Linked DNA regions of Mus musculus: region 2 is linked to region 1. Evidence: chromatin contacts called from public HiChIP or PLAC-seq data. All regions are on one chromosome and are shown on one strand. Each heading gives the region's core, a stretch centred on a gene start, on an enhancer-like site or on the middle of the called end of the contact. The rest is flanking DNA. Distances are from core to core; before and after follow the strand shown.

Evidence for each region. HiChIP or PLAC-seq counts read pairs in DNA pulled down with a chosen protein or histone mark.
Region 2: a contact with region 1 is called in an H3K27ac HiChIP or PLAC-seq map of hepatocytes, with 3 times the contacts expected there. The contact joins two enhancer-like sites. A contact is called at or near these places in 1 of 39 promoter capture datasets (liver), 6 of 484 Hi-C or Micro-C datasets (liver and nephron progenitors) and 6 of 115 datasets of contacts at active chromatin or transcription factors (embryonic stem cells, hepatocytes, intestinal villus epithelium and 2 more).

The regions. Positions count from the first base shown.
Region 1 is chr2:72,749,751-72,755,129 of GRCm38.p6, reverse strand. The region is part of intron 4 of 6430710C18Rik (RIKEN cDNA 6430710C18 gene); the gene reads left to right. Among named protein-coding and RNA genes, the nearest start is that of Gm46747, 11 kb to the left of the region's middle. Within about 2 kb of position 2,354, at least 47 of the 459 cell types and tissues checked have an H3K27ac peak or open chromatin away from gene starts, as enhancers often do. A contact at or near this core is called in hepatocytes, where this site is marked.
Region 2 is chr2:72,869,445-72,874,823 of GRCm38.p6, reverse strand. No RefSeq gene overlaps it. Among named protein-coding and RNA genes, the nearest start is that of Gm39849, 10 kb to the right of the region's middle. Within about 2 kb of position 2,798, at least 34 of the 459 cell types and tissues checked have an H3K27ac peak or open chromatin away from gene starts, as enhancers often do. A contact at or near this core is called in hepatocytes, where this site is marked.

The DNA.
Region 1 (5,379 bases), core at 1,105-3,604:
CCTTGGGCCTCAACATGGCCCAGGCAGCAGTCGGGCCCAGAGACTTCCACACAGTCTTTAGTGGTAATATGGGCCATGGATATTGACACAGACCCCTGCTACTGCAGGGCCATGAACCCAGACATGGCCCTCAATGGCAGCACAGGCTGGGACTTCACCATGACCTCAGGTGGCAGGGCAGGAGGACTGTTCCTCTCCAGCCTCGTGTCTCCAGTCCTGCCTCTCTTTACAATGCTCAAACTGTTCTGCTCTTTTCTCCTTCCTGTCTTTCCGCCACTCTTTTGGGCCTGTGATGGCTTCCATTGAAGGCTGGCTATGCAGCTGGCAGGCCTCTAGGTCTCTTCCCCTGCCTGATATGCTTAGTGTGGTGACAGGCAGGCTTCTCCCAAAAGAGTCTTATTCTTTCGATGCTCCAGGTTCTGGTTTTAGCTGGTGTTCAATATGGGATCTCTTATGTTTTAATTATGAAGGCTTTAACTTATGGAGGTGCGACATTTGACTTTTCTTCATGTTCTATCATACCAGGAAGTAGGAAATGTAGGCTTTATCCGAGTTTAGTGATGCCAAGGCTTATCAATGAGTCCAGCTGGAGATGATCCTTCCAGTAGGACACTGATTTCACTCTCAGGACTAGAGAGAGTACCGAGAACACCTCTTCTTTATCTGTTCCTGTCTCAGCTCCCGTGGATGCTCACTGCCTTAGCAGCTATCACACGAGGGTGACGACGCGGCATTTTTACGACTTGCTCTTCCCTTTATTTTTATTATCTGGAACCTTACAGACAAGTTTCCCCTCATCCGTTGTCAATGGGTTGCTTTGAAATACAGCTCATGTAACAGAGACAGAATAAACGTTTAAGTCTTCCCAGCTCATCTGATTTTTAAGCGCTTGTCTTTGAAGTTGCTTCAACACTAATAGCTATGATGTCATTGAAAGTAGGGCATAGGTAGGGCTAGTGAGATGGCTCAGCAGGTACAGACACTTGCTGCCAAGTCTGATGACCTGAGTTCTGTCGCTGGGGCTGACAAGGTGGAGGGAGAGAACCCGCTGCAGCAAGCAGTCCTCTGACCTCTGTACTTTCTCTGTGTCACCTAAGCACACCCTTCCCAAATAAGTGAAGTGATAAAAAACATAAGGCCTCATCCTTTGGACCAGAGTCCAGTATGATAAGAAGCCTTCTCAAGAAGGCTACGTCTGTGCAATACTAGGAGAAAGGGCCATGCATAGCTACCCGTGTGGTGTGGCTTGTTTATTCTGAAGAGTTTTGAAGGGGAAAAAAAATCTATTCTATCACCATTATGTTCAGAATTATTTATTTTTCAATTACAAAATAATGACAATAAAAATACCACATCAACTAGCTGTTCCTAGCATATGCACTTAAAGGAGAGACATGGCGGCAAAGGTGGGGTGCTAAGCATGAAAATGAGCACCCCTTGAACCTTGACTGAGCTCCACAGGTTCACAAAGTAACAAATTCTTTAGCAATAGGCACACTGCATCTGTCCCGGCCAGTTTTACATCAGTTTGAAACTGTATAGAGACATCTGAAAGGAGGGAACCTCGATTGAGAAAATGTCTCCATAAGGTCAGGCTGTGGGTCAGACTGTAGAGCATTTTCTAAATTAGTGATTGGTAGGGGAAGGCCCAGCCCATTGTGGGTGGTGCCACCTTTGGGCTTTTAGTCCTGGATTCTATAAGAAAGCAAGCTGAGCAAGCCAGGCAGAGCAAGTCAGTAAGCAGCACCCATCTATGGCTTTTGCTTCAGCTCTTGCCTCTTGCTTGAGTTCCTGTCCTGGCTTCCTTCATTGATAGACTACAATGTGGAAATGTGAGCCAAATAAGCCCTCTCCTCTCTAATTTGTTTTTTGATCATGGTGTTTCGTTGTACCATGTTTTATATTGAAAAGCGTTTAAATTAGAGCATCTCTCCATCCATTAATCGCAGTGTGTGTGTTATATACCCCAAACAGTCTTATCAAGATGTCCCTGCTTTCGTTGGCATATCTGCAGCAGCCAGGGCTTGCTATTCCTTCTCATAAAGGCTCACTACATTTTACCACACAGAAGTAATTTGATAGTGTTGGTGATTCCAGGAATTGAGATTTCATGAGAAATTGTTGGCAAGGGGCCTTTTGCTTTCTGGGATGTTTGCCAGGAAGTTTATCTGTGTCTGTCTTCACAGACTTTGTTGACAATCGCCTTCTTAGCAGGTGACAGGTGTGACCTTTGATCCCTACCTTTCATCGCATTTATTTTAAAACTCCTTATCTTATCCATGACCCTGCAGTAAACTTCAAACAGGTCTGACTGCAAGGAGTAAGCTTTGGCTGGAACCTGTCAGCTGGGCTTACTGGACCAGGTGCTGCCTACACTATGTATTGTCTTCTCAGAAACCCCAGGGAAATGGGCTGTGGCCTCTTCCTGAGTACAGGGATGTGAACAGGAAGTAGATCTCTCTCCTTGAGAACGGCAAAGGCCCATGAGTTTAGACTGGAAATCCACTGCTTTCCCCGCTGAGCAATCTTGGCAGGAGTTTTGTGGAGTCAGGGCAGAGTGACGGCAAGGATGGAAACAGGTCCTCTCTTTTGATTCTCCGTGAGTTTGAACCAGACTCTCTGCTCTGGTCTGAATCCTTTCTTTTTAAAAGGCAGAAAAGATAGCTATCTTAGTGGTTGTAGAGACTCAAAGGCCCTTAAAGACTATAATCTCTGTTAATGTGGAGTAAAATACTGAGCTGATATAGCATAGTGTCCCAGATGGAGTCAAAACCATAACTACAAACTGGAATCAGGGGTGTTCAGGCATTCTCAATGCACCCCATACGCTCTCTCTGGGTGCCCAGCCCTCCACAGGCAAAGGCTACTTCTCACAGAGATAGTGGGGTCTGGGATCCAGAGGCAGAAGGTTCGTTTGGAGGCTGACTTCACCACTCAAGAACTTTGTGAGCTTGTACAATACTTAACATTTTTCTACAGCAGATCCTTCACCTCTATCAAAAAGAGTATAATCTGACACGTGGTGACATATACCTACAGTCCTAGTTAGTACTCAGGAACCTGGGGGATGGGGGGGGCGGGGGGGGTGGATTTTGAGTTTGAGGCCAGCCTGAGCTTCACCATGAAACTGTCTCAAACAACAAAATCCCTATAAAACCAAATCCTGGGTATTGTATGAGTCCCAAAAGATGTTAGCTATTAAGTGCTTAGAACAGAGCCTAATACTCACCACGCAGCAAGCTGGCATTGCCTTTTCTTCTTCCATGATTGCTACTGACTGGTGGGGTGGGGTGGGGTGGGGTGGGGTGGGGTGGGGTGGGGTGGGATGGTCAGAGTTGGTGTGAACAAGGCTCATTTTACCTTACATTCTGGCTCTGTGAGTTCAGACTAGTCTTTTGTGTGTCTGTGCCTTCATTTCCTCCTCTGCCAAATGTAGTTAAAAATAGAACTGATCTCATAGGACTCTGTTGGCGATTTACTGAGGATCAATGGGAGACACCCTTAGCTGTTGCCTAATATTACCAGGATTTTGGTTGTGTTAAGTTAGGTCAGAGGGGAGGGGACTGGGAAGATGCCATCCTTTGAACCTCAGGGAATGGATAACACAGGCAGAGGACACAGGAATCATTTTGTTTTTTTAGACAAAGTGACAAAGACTGGAGAATAAACCTTCCCCACCATTGGAAGAACAAGGAGGGGCTTCTGTGTCTTAATACTGTACAGAATGCTCGGGTGGCGGGTGAAGCCAGAGGTCACAGCTGTGACCCGTGAATGGCTCTCTTAGGTGCCCTCACTCACTCATCAAAAATATTTTTTGAGCACCTGCTGTACGTTAGCTATCATTCTAGGATTCAGCTGGATACCAGACAATACTTTCCCGTCAGGCACTTGCAGTTGGTGAGAAATGGGGGTAACACATAACAAATAACAAATACGATATAATATGATCTTCCTGGAACCTAGGATATGGATATGTTCAGCTTTAGTAAATGCTGCTAAGCAATTTTCTAAAGTAGCTATAAGGAGTTACAATCCAGCTCCCCAACAGTGTGTGAAGATCCAGGCCCTTGCCAACATTTAGTGCTTTCTTTTTTATTTTAGCCATTGTTTTGTATCATGGTTTAAATGAAGTAATTCATGAAGTTGAACACATTTTCCTAGACTTATTTTGTTTTCTCTTTGGCTTCTTCCTTCTCCTCCTCCTTCATCTTCCTCTCCCCCCCCCCCTTTCCTTTCCTTCTCCACCATCTTTCTCCTTTTCATCTGTGATGTGCACAGATCATGCAGTGGCTGCTCGATTTATTGAAGCCAGTCTGGGAAGAGCAGGAAGCTGATACGGCTGGAGGAGAAGGAAAAGAAACAGTGATCAGAGGGATGTGGAGGGACACGTAGTCTGGTGAGTCACAGTGAGAATGTGCTTAGCCAAGGAGAGTGTGGGTCATAAGGGGTCATGAGAAGCTGTTTAACAGGACCGTCTGCTAGACAGACTCATGATTCCCAGAGACTAGTCCCCAGAGTGCTCTGGAAGAGGGAACGGATGCTGCTACTTGTGATCCTTAAGATTATCCTGGGCTGTCTTGATGGCCCCTGCGTATTCATAAACATCCTTATAAGGAAAGACAGACAGGTCAGATGATGAGTCAGAGAAGGGACAGTGAGATGGCTCAGTCCATATCGCCAGATCTGAGCATGAGCGAGGGAAGGAGTCACGAGCTGTGCTGGTCTGTGTCACTTGTCAAGTTGACAGAATCTAGAACCACATGGGATCCTGAGCAAGCCTGCCAGGGATTATCTTGATTATGTTGATGGATATGGGAAGGCCTATTTTAGCTGTAGATGAGACTGTATAAGGGGAGAGAAACAGAGAGACAGAGAGACAGAGACAGACACAGAGACAGAGACACAGAGGGAATTGAGCAGCAGCATGTGTGTGTTCGCTGCTCTCTTCTGACTGTAAACATAATGTGAGCGGCTGCTTCAAGCTTTTGCTGCCTTCACACGGCTGCCATGATGGATGGTATCTTGAACTGTGAGCTAAAAGCCTTTCTTATTTCTGAGTTCTAGGCCAGCCTGGTCTACAGAGTGAGTTCCAGGGCATCCAGTGCTACACAGAGAAAACCTGTCTCAAAAACAAAACCAAAACAAAACCAAAACAAACAAAAACAAAAGGCCTTTCTTCTTTGAGCTGCTTTTGCCAGGACCTTTTTCTTTTTCTTTTTTCTTTTTTTTTTTTTTTTTTTTTTTTTTTTTGTCACAGTTGCAGCAACAGGAAAAGATTCTGGGATCTAGAAAAGGAGTGAGAAAGTATGGAGGGTTTTGGGGCTGCTTCTAGGAATTGGGCAAGAATTTGACATTGGGCTAGGACAAGAAAGTAGGCGC
Region 2 (5,379 bases), core at 1,549-4,048, 120 kb before region 1:
ATACCCGAGCTGTGGAACGAAGGCGGGAAGTGGCACAGATCGTTGTTGTCTGCGACTGAAGCACTGTGGTTTTCTAAGAGCAGAAGGCTTTGTGTGTTCAGTGGGCTGAAGCTCACGGCACCCAGGATCTGAGCTGAGTCGTTTTGGTCAGGGATTTTTTTGACGCAGTGTGTGGAGACAGCAAGTGTAGTGCGAGGTGCTCAGGTTGCGTTTGGAACCAAGGTTGCTATGAAGATGCAAAGGGTGTAAGTGCCGACAGAAACACCCAGATTCATGCCATGGTAGATACAGAGTCAGGTTTTGGTTGCTGCATGCATGCTCAGGAATGTTTCACTGTTGCTGTTTCTTTCAACTTCAGTCATGTGACATTCCCCCCCACCCCCACCCCCATGCCTCTGTCTACAAATATTCAAAGAACCTTTACTATATGCCGAGTACTGTCCTGAGGATAGCACGGGATCTAGGCTGACCTTTGTTCTCACACTTTTCTGCACTCCCCACCACAGCCCTATTGGATGGATGTCCTTATTCTGCTCCAGATTGTTGTCCACTTTGTAACTAAGTCAGCACCTGCGAAAGGCACGTTTAGTGTCACTCGTCCTGCCAATCACTCACCCCTCAGCTGTCTTCCATGGCTCTTAGCATAGAGACCAAGGGCCTGGGTCTCAGCCACACGAGCCCCTTCCTGTGTTGTGGGTTTCCTGTTCCCGTCCACAGAGCTTTTGCACGTGTCTTCTCTACTCCAAATGTTTCCTGCACCCTCGTTACAGGTTAATTGTTCGAGAAAGGCCTTGTCCTTTCTGATCAGGGCTGGGTTCTTTACTACTCTATACCGGGCCCCCAGATGTGTGGTCGCATTACTTGGCATGATTCATTGGTCAATGAGCATCCACCCACTCTCCAGCTGTAGCATCCTTAAGAGAGGGCCCTGTGCCATCCTCAACACGGTACAGGCATATAGCAAGGGCTCATTCAATGTTTGTAGAATGAAGAAATGAACGAGTGGCTAATTCTAACAAGTGTTTTAAAAGCAGATGCTCCACTGATGTATTAGGGATTAGGAGGAGAGGGAAAAGAGGGTTAGAGGCTGTGAGGTTAGTTTTGTTTGTCAATGTTAGCGGACTGACGGCCCTACAGAAAGTGGGTAAAGCATCTCCCGAGATGGATAAGAGAGGGGGTTTCATGTGACAATGGGAATGTAGGCAGTGAAGTGAGGTCAGAAGATGTACCCTGAATGGGGCCGCACCATCCAGATATCAGGGGACCTGGAGAGAATGACAGCTGAGAAGGGACCCAGCGCAGGTCTGCTGTTAATGCACAGACATAACAACCAAGTTCTTCAACCTCTGAATAAGGCTGTGCGGGTGGCTCACCAGGGTCTTCCATGCCTTCTGCCTCCAGCGGGGCTTATACATTTTTGCCTCCTCTTGTTTGGGATTTCTGGCTTCTTCCACTGAGCAGTCACTAGTTTTTCTGGCTCTTCTCCAGCCTACAGACAGCTATTGTGGGACATCCTCAGCTTCTCATCATGTGGCCAACCTGGTAAGTCCCATCTTAGGGTGGAGTCTATTGGTTCTGCTCCTCTGGAGAATCCTGTATGAATGCAGGGACAGTGGTCATCTTTCCTTTATGGTGAAGGCCAGGCAAGCAAGGATGCAGGAAAAATAAGTTCCCCTAAACTGATCTTTCAGTGTAACAGCAAAATGTAATTCTGTGTATTAACAGGCCCAAGAGCATCACTATGTTACTTACATGTCTAAGGTCATCTCCAAATATGAAGAAAAGGTTAAGCTACATTATTGATACTCACATATTTAAAAGTAAATATTACCAAAAAATGACAAAAATCAAGATTTACGAGATAGCTACTTGGACTATAAATATATACACTTTTAATCATGGCACTTATGTGCTTATGTTTATGCATATGCTTATTTCATGGGAATACATCATTTGATGTCAATATGTAGATATTTTGTCATTATATTTAAAACACATCCTTTCAACAATATAGCTGGGGAGTGAAAATTTCCATGGCTGAATGGTATCAGGAAGGAATGACATTAGTCAGGCCAAATTATGGCCAAATTTCTCCTAAATAATTCTGTGATGAATTTTGCTCAGTGTTATAAGAGTCACCCCCCACCTCTGGCAGGTGCAACCTCCCAGAGAGGATGAAGGCTTAAGGATGGATGGTACAGGTCTGACCTCCATAGCTAAGAAATGCCCAAGGTTGGCCCATATGACATCATGCCAAGCTTGGCTTGTATGACATCATGTCAAGCACCAATCACATCCAGGTTTGGTAGCAGATACTTGATGGCAGGCAAGCTGTCTCTGCAATAACAGCATTGCTCCTGTTTTCCTCCATGACCAAAGTATTACTGACACTAGGCCACTCCATGAGGACTCTTTTGAGGGGAGGGGATATATAGGTATTAGTGCTGGGTTGGTACAAAATAGGATGCTTTTTCTCCTGATCCCTACGGGGAAAAAGGTGAACCACTAAGCAGCCATTCTACCCTTCAAATATGAGGCAAAACCTGGAGCAATAATTCTCAAGAAATTGTTACCCCACGGTATTCCAGGGTGGTGGCTGTCTATTTTGTGAGCACCCCAGAACCTTGCCCAGGCTTTAGACTTGAACGTCATGCTAACTGGTTGGCTTCTTTCCCCACTGGCTGAATTTTAGCCTCTTAAAGCCAAACCACATAAAACCCTCCGTTGTGTGGGTCCAGTGGGTGAACCCAATGTGGAAAAGCCTCTACTCTGCCAGCTGGGGCGAAGGGCTTGGGCCACAGCCACTAGTGACTCATCGGGTCACTTTCCCTCTTTCCCTTCTACTGGGCATGAACCCAGTAGCCCAAAACAGGGCCTATGAAGCTGTCACAGTCTGCTGTGTCAGTGACTCCAAGATCCTTTGGACTGGGACCATTGAAATGATAGACTGTGGCCATCATTCCTGAAAAACGCCCATGTAATGCCTGCTCAGGGAGCACTTCATTTACATGCCAAGCTCCTGCAATTGTGGGTGAAAATTAAGAATTGCTCTTATATAGGAGTTCTGCTTCCATTTAAGTGAGTTCCTTGTACCATACAGATGGGCCTGTGCGCTCATTTCTAAACCATGTGCAGTGTGACTTATCATGGAACCACAGTGCACTTTTTAAAAAGAACAGACTTAGTTCTGACTGTAAGAATGCTAATGCCAGGCGAAGACTGAAGCTGGAGCTGTCAATCAGACCGCTGTGCTTTATCTTGATTTGGTAAGCTCAGAGATGATCTATGAATACTTTCTGGTTTATGTGCCATTGAGCTGAAGCATAGGCGTTGGTGATAAGCATATACATAAATACATACACATATGTATAACCCAAAGACTCAAAACAAAAAGCCAGAAAAGACTAGCAATGGCCTAGGAGATCTCATTACAATGAAATGGTAAAACACAGGGAAATTCTTTTTAAGATTAATGTTCTCGCTGGGTGTGATGACACATGCCTTTAAATCTTAGCAGAAAAAGGCAGAACCCTGAGTTCGAGACCAGCTTGGTCTACCAAAGCAAATTCCAGGACAGCCGGGGCTGCACAGAGAAACTGTCTGAAACAAACAGCAGAGCAGAGCAGAGCAGAGCAGAGCAGAGCAGAGCAGAGCAGAGCAGAGCAGAGCAAAACAACAAAATACCCTCCCCCCAATTAAAGTTCTGATATATTGAAGAAATGACTGGAGAATACAACATTCTTCCTTTACATATTCCACTCATGGTCAGTACAAAAGGATAGAGTGAGAATCTAAAAGTTACTGCTACAAGGATAATATTAGTCCCTTTTCTTCTTTAGGCATGGTCTCATGTAGCGCAGGCTGGCCTTGAACTCTGGATCCTTCTTCTTTTACCTCCCAGAGCGCTGGAATTTCACAAGAGAGCCATGACATACAGCGTTAGGCATTTCTATTTCAGTGGGGTGTAAAGTTAGCTACCTTACACATGGGATTTTTAGACTGTTTATCTTTTAGTTGGGATAAGAAATGAAATAATTGTTTTGGGAAGGAAGCATACAGATTCAAGTTGCAGGGTGAACCGAGTCTTCAAAATCTGGAATGGAGATACCGTTCTGCAACTGCGCAGATGGCATCGTTTAAAAAATCAGAAAGTCTTCCACGTGCTAGAGAGGCGGCTCAAGGGTTAAGGGGGCTTGTTCTTGTAGAAGACCTGGGTTTGACTCCAGCACCCACATGTTGGGTCACACTGTCCAAACCTTAGTTACAGGATGCGTGTAAAACAGAAATCTATTTGAGCAAGTCATTCATACATACAATACCAAAATGTAAACAAAAGGATTTCTGTGAGAGAAAGTATTTTCATGTAAAAAGTTGGCTTATCTGTGGTTTGGGATGCACAAGATAGAGATAGGTGGATTCTAAAGTTGGAGTAATATTATGAGAGCGATAATTTATGAGAGGGGCGTGGTTGGCAATGATTTAGTATGTCTTGTAGGGCCTCTGTGCAAAAGGAAGCCTTAGTTCCACACCTCTGGTTTTGAAATGCGTTTCCCCTCAGTAATTATGAAGCTAGAAGTGACTCTCTGCACTTGGTTCGCAGAGCATTTTTCTGCTCACAGTGTTGCCTGAATGCAACACCCTGGGATTTGAATGAGTTGGGTGAGTGTTTTATTTCTGCTCCACACATCCTGAGATAGTGCGTGTAAATGGGTCTCCAGTTTAGAAAGCTGACTGAACACTGTGAAGGGATTTGTGGTCCCTGTAGAAAAGGTATTATAAAGCAGAGGAAGAAAAATGGATAATACAAACAAAACAAAACAAAACAAAACAAACCTCAGAAAAAAAAATTCCCCAAACAGCACAACAAAATGATTTTCTGTAGCCATCGAGAGCCCTTTAGCACCCTCAATCCCACTTGAATGGCTGTTCCCACCTCAGGAATAGCCGAGGACTGAGCTGGCTACAGATAGAATGGTGACATGGGATCTCCGACTGTCTTTCGCTTGCTCAGCTTCTCAGGGAGGGTCTGGATTTTTGCAGGAGCTTTGCACCTTCCTGCACGCCAGGCGCTCTGCATCCAGGCACTCTGTATCCCATCTGTCGTTTTTTATCCTCACTCCAGGCTAGTGATGCCTGGACCTCGCACACCTGTCTGAGGCCAGAGCCCAGAAGTAACGGCTGGGCGGGAGGGCTGTGCACCACACGTTTGAATGGACTCCATGAGACCTAAATCACTCTTCTTCTCTCCTACCACCTCATAAGGAGTTTCTGTTAGATGAACACTAGGCTTTGCTAACCTTCTTCATCTTGCTTTTCTATTTCTTTCAATTTTGCGCTTACACTTCCATCATTCTTGCTTTTTCTTCAGTGTTTAATTGA